2 separate regions of the Mus musculus genome follow, and region 2 is linked to region 1. Evidence: chromatin contacts called from public HiChIP or PLAC-seq data. All regions are on one chromosome and are shown on one strand. The core of a region is the stretch at or near the end of the contact, and the rest is flanking DNA. Distances in the headings are between cores, read along the strand shown. Region 1 overlaps Pdgfc (platelet-derived growth factor, C polypeptide). Region 2 overlaps LOC102640985 (a long non-coding RNA gene).

Region 1 (3,800 bases), core at 455-2,954:
TTCAGTATCTGTATTAGGCTTGGCTTTCTCCTTCATCCTTTGGACTTGGTAGAAGGGACAGACAGCTCTCCACCTGTTTTAGAAGGTCTGGAATTCCTGAGGACTTAGTCATATATCATGTTTCAAAGACCGTACCTCAGACTTTATTGCACAAGATAGTCTTCAGACATATTTTAATGGGAGGGCATTGCCCAAACTTTGTCAGTCAGATTCACATGCAAAATGCAATATGTTATTATTTCATGCTGAGTCTTGATGTCCAGCCCACAGTGACCTTGAGCTGTGTTGATCATACCAGCCTTCAATAGTCAGCAGTTCTCCTGCTTCAACCTTTCTAATTCTAGGATTTGAGTTTGAGCCATCCAAGGCCAATGTGTTTGTTATTTTGATATTTTTTGAGCAATGGTTCCCACTTCCTCACTCTGTAGAACAGATTGGTAGCTTGCCATGAAGCCTAGGCTGGCTTTGTCCTCTGGTGCGTTCTATCTCAGACTACTCCGGGTTGGGGTTACAGGTGTGAACCACAACACACGCATGCCCTTCTTTTCTACTTAAGATTGCACAGGCAATCATAAGGCAGCATCCCTCCTGCCTTAGTCATGGGAAGAGCTTTAGGGGCCATGATTATGATGTTCTTGAAGCAATCAGAAAAAAGCCACAAACCAAGTTAATTACGCAGGGTCACAGTTACAAAGAGAGGTCAAAGAAATGGTGCTAGGGAGTCAGAGGCAGGTGGAGTTTAAGGCCAGCCTGATCTACAGAGCAAGTTCCAGGACAGCCAGGACTACACAGAAAAACTGTCTTGAGAAACAAACAAACAAACAAACAAAAGAATAAACAATCCCTTGTTATTGGCAGTGAATATTAATGGGCCTTCTTTACCATGAATAATGTGAGATTCTCACAAAGAAATCATTTCTGCCCAAAAACCACACCACCTTCTCAGCAAATGGTCAACACAACACACATCTTTTCAGACCAATTTTAAGCCTTGATTTTTTTTGAAGGAAAGTTCCATCTCTCCTATTGCTCAGTAAACATCAGTTTTGTAGAATGTCATGTGTGTGTCCAGGGCTGAGTGTATTGGGGCTGCCTGTGGTTTTCCTGGACTTCTAGTGCCTATGAGTCTGGGGTGAGGTGGGGGGGGGAGGGCACTTCCTGATTTCTCTTCCTTTCAGTTGCTAAATACAGTCACTTGCTGTTCAGAAATCACCATGGCTACTGCAGCAGTTTCGGTATTTTTATCTTTGTTTTATTTGCAGAGCCAGGGTGGAGCTCTGGTCCTTTTGTGTGTACACAACAGGCCTTGAGTCACACCCTTGTCCACTTCAGCTGTTAATTTATGCTTAATGTTTTATGCATGAATTTTCTTAATTTTTATTTGTTTACATGAAATATCTAGTAACATTCTAAATAAAACTTGCTTTGTTCAAATTTGAATAAAAGTTGCTGACTTTATGTTGAAAATGGTTCCTGGAAGGGGATGAAGGAATTCACAGCCGAGGGTACTCTCCTTTACAGTCCAGTCTAGACAGCTGTGTACCCAGGCACAAGACAGCCTTGATCTACAGAGTAGCTTCTGTAAACTGACAATCCTGTTAATTCGTAGCTTAGGAGAGTAACTGAGCATGTGAATCAGTGTGTGCAAGCATCTCCTGTGCCTCTAGCTGTGCATGATGCATTTACAGAGACTGACTGAGAGCAGATGATCCTCCAACAAGCCCCAGACCAATGATGTCTACAGCTAACTCTGCAAGATTTAGACGGCTAAGTAGTTCTTTTAACAATCCTTTAGTGATTCTCTATATGTTTCTAAACAATGTATCTGGTAAACAGGCATTAGACTTGATGAGATGAGTTTGTTGCTTTCATTAATATTTAGGGAATCAGGATCCCTTAATCCCGGTATTTCTTTGAAGTTTGTAGTTAAAATATTACAATCGTCTAATCTCCCTTGTTTTCTGCCAAGGTTTTGGCTAAGCGAGCTTGTTTTGATTCACTCTAATGAAAAGGGATTAATTATTAATGCAGCAGAGCTAACCTTTAATAGGTTTGTGGTGTTTACTGTCTCAGTGAATCAGCACTCAGCTTTTTTTTTTTTTAAATTGGCCTCATTCGCTTTTTCTGTTTCACTCTTCTTTCCTGCTTACTCTGCCTTGCTCAGAGTTCAGTCTCATGCTTGTTCAAAGACACTTATGTGCCATATACATAGAGAGATACAAACATTGTGTATATTTGTGGTGTCTGTACATTTTCCTGTGTGTGCAAATGCACTAGGATATCCAAAGTTGAGGTTGTCATTCCTAGTCCCGGTGTACCTTCCTTATGAATGGATATATGCATGTATATATGCATGTATGTATGTATGTATGTATGTATGTATGTATGTGTGCTAGTCTATATGTATATATTATATATTTATTGGATAGATGTTCTCTCATGTAACCTGGAGTCTATTCATTTGAATAGACTGGCTGACCAGTGAACTCCAGGACCAAGCAGCTCACACCCCAGATTACAGTCTCAAATTGCACAGTTCATGGATTCTATGCTGTGTTGAGTGTTTTCTCTCAGGTGCTCTTTTCCTGCATGATCAGCAGTTTGACTTATCTCTCTCCTTAGAACAAGAATGCATTTGTTAATCACTTTGAGGATCATGTAGGTATTTTTTTAATAAACAGAATTTACTATTGTAAACAACTGTGAGGGTCACTAAAGTTACTTTTTTATTGATTGTTACATATAAATGTATTTCATTTTAAAGGGCAAGGCAGCTCAGTGGGTAAGCGTGTTTACTGTGAAGTCTGAGGACATGAGTTAAGTCCCTGGAATCCACATGGTTGAAGGAGAGAGCAACTCCTACAAGTTGTCCTCTACATACAAAATTGTCAAAAAAAAAAAAAAACCCAAAAAACTAACAAGGACAATACCAAGGGACATACCAAAGTGGATGTGTAAAGACCCCAAGGCTGCAATCTTACAGAAAATAAATAAATAAATGAATAAATAAATAAATAAATAAAGGCAATGGAAGAAAGCTGACTTTAGCAGAGGTGGTCATTTCCAGAGGAGAACACACCTATTGGTTGGTTGTTCAATACCTAATTGTCAGTCCTGAACATGTACACAAGTAATGTTTTACAGACTGAACAAGTATATTGAGGGTTATTTATGCATATGCATATATGCATAATATCAAATAATGTGAAAAAGGAAGCCATGAATTTGAATGAGAGTGGGGAGTTATATGATATTGTTTGAATCACTACAAAAGAAGAGAGACATGTAATTATATTATAATATCAAAAATAAAAAATTAAAATATGTCAGAAGTATAAGAAAACATTTCAAAATATCTTATGTTTTGAATATTGCTAATATTTGATAGTTTTACAGATTGAATACTTTGATAATTGTGTAGCACATGCCACTTTTTATCTTACATCATTACTAGCAGAAACTCTATGTGATACCCAAAACACATATACATAGTATTGTCTGTGACTGACGTAGGGTTTTCCCTATATCACTCATGAGATAGTAGAATCTGTGAGGGGAACATGGAAAATATGCTATGTTGTCTGAGTTCATAGTATGTATACTTTACTTGAGGACACTATATTACCAAAGTGGAAATGAAGATCGTGTGTTAGATGTGACTGCATACCAGTGTGCTTGCAAAATTAGTAGACTTTGTATGAAGGAGCCATGATAATCTTGGGGATAGATAGCAACAACTACAAAAGGTTCACTGGCAAATATGATGTTGTGTCTGAATACAGAAAATTAGCTGCAAAGGC
Region 2 (3,800 bases), core at 569-3,068, 810 kb after region 1:
AACTGATAGATATCATCATTTTAACAGTGACTCCAGGGTACTTCATCTGTCCTTCGCATATGGTAATCAGCCTGCTCACAGGGCCACTTGACTGGTTATGTGAAGGTAGAATCTGTGTGCTTTCATACAGCCAGCTCTCTGCTAGGACCAACCCATGAACTCAGAGCAACTAAACTAATAACAGCCCTTGTCTCTAGACTACTGACCATCTCTCTTCTTTAGGAAAGAAGTCAGGAAAGATACCAAATGGTCCCATGACCCAAACAGTAGCACCAGTCACAACAATCTGGATGTAATCCGCATGCCTTCCTTTTTTTAATAAATACATATCAAAGTGTTGTCTATATGTGCTGAAATGTAAATATAAAACTTAAAATGTCTCTTCAGTTCAACTTTTATACATGTTGTCATCATACATATTATTCACTGGCAGCCATGGCTTCACCTTCCTTTTGTGAGATTTGGACATTCATGCAGCATCTAAAAGCTAAAATATTTTGAGCTACCTCTTTGCATGACCTCTGACCAATAAATTCATCAGAAAATATCATCACCTTCTTTGTCAATAAAACAAGGTCCGTGCTGCTATTTGGATATTTCTAGCTTTTATGAAGACCACAGAAGAGCTAATGCTTGATATAAGAATCCAAACCTCAACAGAGTTGGATAACATGGAGCTGATCATTGAAATCAATATGTCCACTCATAGACTTGGTCTCCAGTTAGCAAAGCATTAGCTTGTCTAAGACCCTAGGGTATGCTAGATATATATTTTGAATAGTTGCGCCTTAAAATTTCAAGTTGAGTTAGATATCGTGTTTACATTTTTCTGCTTTTAATGGGTCTTGGGAAGAAAATGTGCTTGAGCCAAATCTCTTGATTTCTATGACATTAATAATCATCTCTACAGATCCTCCCTTTTGTCCCATTACTCTTTTCTCATCTGCTAAGAAATAGCTTCCAGGGTGTGGATAAGAGACTATTGTTTGGCCGGTGTTCTCAGCTGTGCAATGGTGCCAATCAAGCTCAAGTTATTTTACAGTTTCTGTTTGTTTGCCTTGATTGAGGTCGTTTAGAAAGGATTCAGTTGATAGCCTAAGCTATTCTGGAACCCGCTGTGTATCCCAGGTTATCCCCATACTTATGACAATGCCATTCCTTCTGCCTCAGCTCCCTTAGTGCTGAAATTATATGCATGAGCCAATACCTAGCTCTTAAGTCATTTAAATCATTATATATAGGAACGAAATTCAAAACAAGTATAAAAGCTAAGATTCAAATAAGTCCTCAGATATTAATCTATGGAATAGATTACAGCACCAATGAGAGAAAACATGTGCCTTACTGGTAAAATTTAAGGTATATAATATATAGGAAACATCAAACTTACGTATGCCATAGCTTAATGATAAAGTAGTTTTAAGCAGACCCACAGAAATCATAAATAGACCAGGAATATTCAACCAAATACTGAGTCCAGACCAAGTATTTAATTCTCAAGACTCCCTCAATTTCAAAGCTTAAGAGGCTAGGAGTATAGATATGTATCAGATAATGTAATCTGCGGTTTTAGATCCTGGAAAACTAAAATGAGAAAATCTTAATAAAGCTCCCAGCTAATGCTTGTTTTCAGAGTTCTGCCAGTATCTACAAAATTAAAAAAAAAAAAAATCGAAGGTCACTTTCTGTGCCTGGTCCTGAATTCTCCCTCTTCCTTCTCTTGTCATTTACTCTTCCAAATGGAAATGGACAGAGCCACTGGAAAGTCTGTACAGAAGCTCACCAAGAGGAAGTGAGTCACTTGGTGAACATGTGTCAAGAAAGGAAGCCTGAGTGGGTCCAGATGGCAGGGTGCCACACAAGCCTAGCACAACTCTTCATCTTGGGCAAAGCAAAGCAAGAACAGGCAATGTTTGTAATGGCGTGCTAACATCAGTCGGCAGACACAGTCTCCATGGCACCAAAGCACATCATACAAACAAAGGAGAGCCACGGGGAAGCCAGGGCTGCACCAGCTCTCTAAGTTTTAAAGTAAAGGATCAGGATGCTAACTGACAAGGAATGATCATAGACATTTGACATGTCTGTTTAGCATCCCCATGCTGAATGGATGCCTTCATATCCCTTTAGCTACAATAAACAAAGCAGACACTCAGTGTGAAGCCTATCTGACTGGCCACCTCCATTGGTGGCAGTGGAGTCCCAGTAGAATAAGGGCTGGCTTGGACATGCTATTTACCTAAGTTTTTCCCACATCCATCACTTATTAGCTGTTCATCTCTGGGTAAGTTATTTCACATCCGTTCGGTATGGCATGCTGTGTAAATAAAGAGAAGAATGTCCTATTTATTAAAAGGATTCATGGTGACTAGATCTAGAGCAGAGACAAATTATGTACTAATATGTACCTACTAGTAAAAGCAAGGTTTCTTTATGCCTTCCTTAGCAATTATCTTATATTGCTTTCATCAAGTTCCATACTAGTCACTATAAGTAGTTTGTTGCTACTATGAAAATAAAATGAATTTACATTTTTCAGCCACATTTTCCAGACACACTCATTTGCATGCTCTCCTCCAACCACTGAATGTCATCTTGCAGGATTTTCATAAGGTATGAATATTTATTGTTATTTAAATGCAATCCTGTGCGAGATAAAATTGCAGCCTCAGACCTAATTCAGTCTGTCCTTCCTGCCTGTGCATAATATGCATATGAGATGATGTAATGAAAGACCTAGGTATCTCTGTCACTGTCCCTTCCACACACTTAAACCTCATGCTCTTACCTGACAATAACCAGCAGACAGGCAGGGAACAGGGCCAGGGGTCCTTGGGCAACAGAAATCCACTGCTGTACCATGGGAGACACTGATATGCCCCTATCCGAGGCAGACCTGCTGTGAAATGACATCGGTGCTGTCACTGGCATGAACACAGGTAGGAGATGCTCTATAGATTCCCCTCACAATTCTCTGCAGTGATAGCAGGGAATGGCGCCATCTGAACCCTCCAGTCTCCCACAACTCTAGCCCTTAATAGTTCACCTGAGACCATGCCCTGGGGTTCCGTGGCAGGGCACCTTAAAGCTACCTTTGGAGAGTTCCACTGTGCTAGGAAAAGGTATTCACTCTTGCTACACCCACATGACCAGGATTGCTTGTCAGTTCCTCATCTTCTATGGCCTGCATCTGCCTTGTGTAGAAAGCCGGCGGCAGGCAGGCAGGCAAGCAGCTGTGTTGGTGAATGGGAATTCCAGTGTGGCTCAGAATGCTAGGTTTCCCTATTGACTCTCCATCCTTTCCAAGGTTTATACTCTCCATATTTACCCTGGCTGCTGTTTAGCAAAGACCTTAATGCTGCAATCTCTGTTGGGGTTGGTATGACTCAGGGATGCCCTCCCTGAAGACTAAGAACTCCTTCCTCCCCTCCTCAGACAGGCCCCAGGCACAGGACTGTTATTTTCCTGGTCTGGTTCTGAGGATGTCTGGCCACAATGATTCATGGTGTTTTTTTAATATGTGGCTGGAAGCTATTGTTAGTTCTCAGATACAGACACCTACAATACACACAGTAAGGGAAAAATCCTCACCCATGTTTGATTATACCATTGTAGTACATAGAATGAGAAGAAAAATCCCCTTAAACTTTAGAGTTGAATAAATGTCAAAGGTACAGATATTTGTCTGTATGTGGTTTTATTTTCCTTCCACGGTACATGTCATATCGGAAGGAACGTCAACCATGGAGCTGGCTTTCTTCAAAAGCTCACTTTTGAAGGATTAAGGAAGTGTGTTCTAC

What was found. HiChIP or PLAC-seq counts read pairs in DNA pulled down with a chosen protein or histone mark.
Region 2: a contact with region 1 is called in a FOXA1 HiChIP or PLAC-seq map of pancreatic cancer cells. The contact joins two enhancer-like sites. A contact is called at or near these places in 17 of 39 promoter capture datasets (the 3T3-L1 cell line, 3T3-L1-derived adipocytes, the HPC-7 cell line and 11 more), 2 of 484 Hi-C or Micro-C datasets (CD4 T cells and cortical neurons), 5 of 115 datasets of contacts at active chromatin or transcription factors (astrocytes, embryonic stem cells and pancreatic cancer cells) and 2 of 9 other capture datasets (liver and macrophages).

What each region holds. Positions count from the first base shown.
Region 1 is chr3:81,101,162-81,104,961 of GRCm38.p6, forward strand. The region is part of intron 1 of Pdgfc (platelet-derived growth factor, C polypeptide); the gene reads left to right. Among named protein-coding and RNA genes, the nearest start is that of Pdgfc, 67 kb to the left of the region's middle. Within about 2 kb of position 1,705, at least 141 of the 459 cell types and tissues checked have an H3K27ac peak or open chromatin away from gene starts, as enhancers often do. A contact at or near this core is called in cortical neurons and pancreatic cancer cells, where this site is marked.
Region 2 is chr3:81,914,328-81,918,127 of GRCm38.p6, forward strand. LOC102640985 (a long non-coding RNA gene) reads right to left here. Exons shown (of 3, transcript XR_375741.2): 2 at 2,789-3,800; 3 at 2,262-2,317. Among named protein-coding and RNA genes, the nearest start is that of Ctso, 16 kb to the right of the region's middle. Within about 2 kb of position 1,819, at least 56 of the 459 cell types and tissues checked have an H3K27ac peak or open chromatin away from gene starts, as enhancers often do. A contact at or near this core is called in cortical neurons and pancreatic cancer cells, where this site is marked.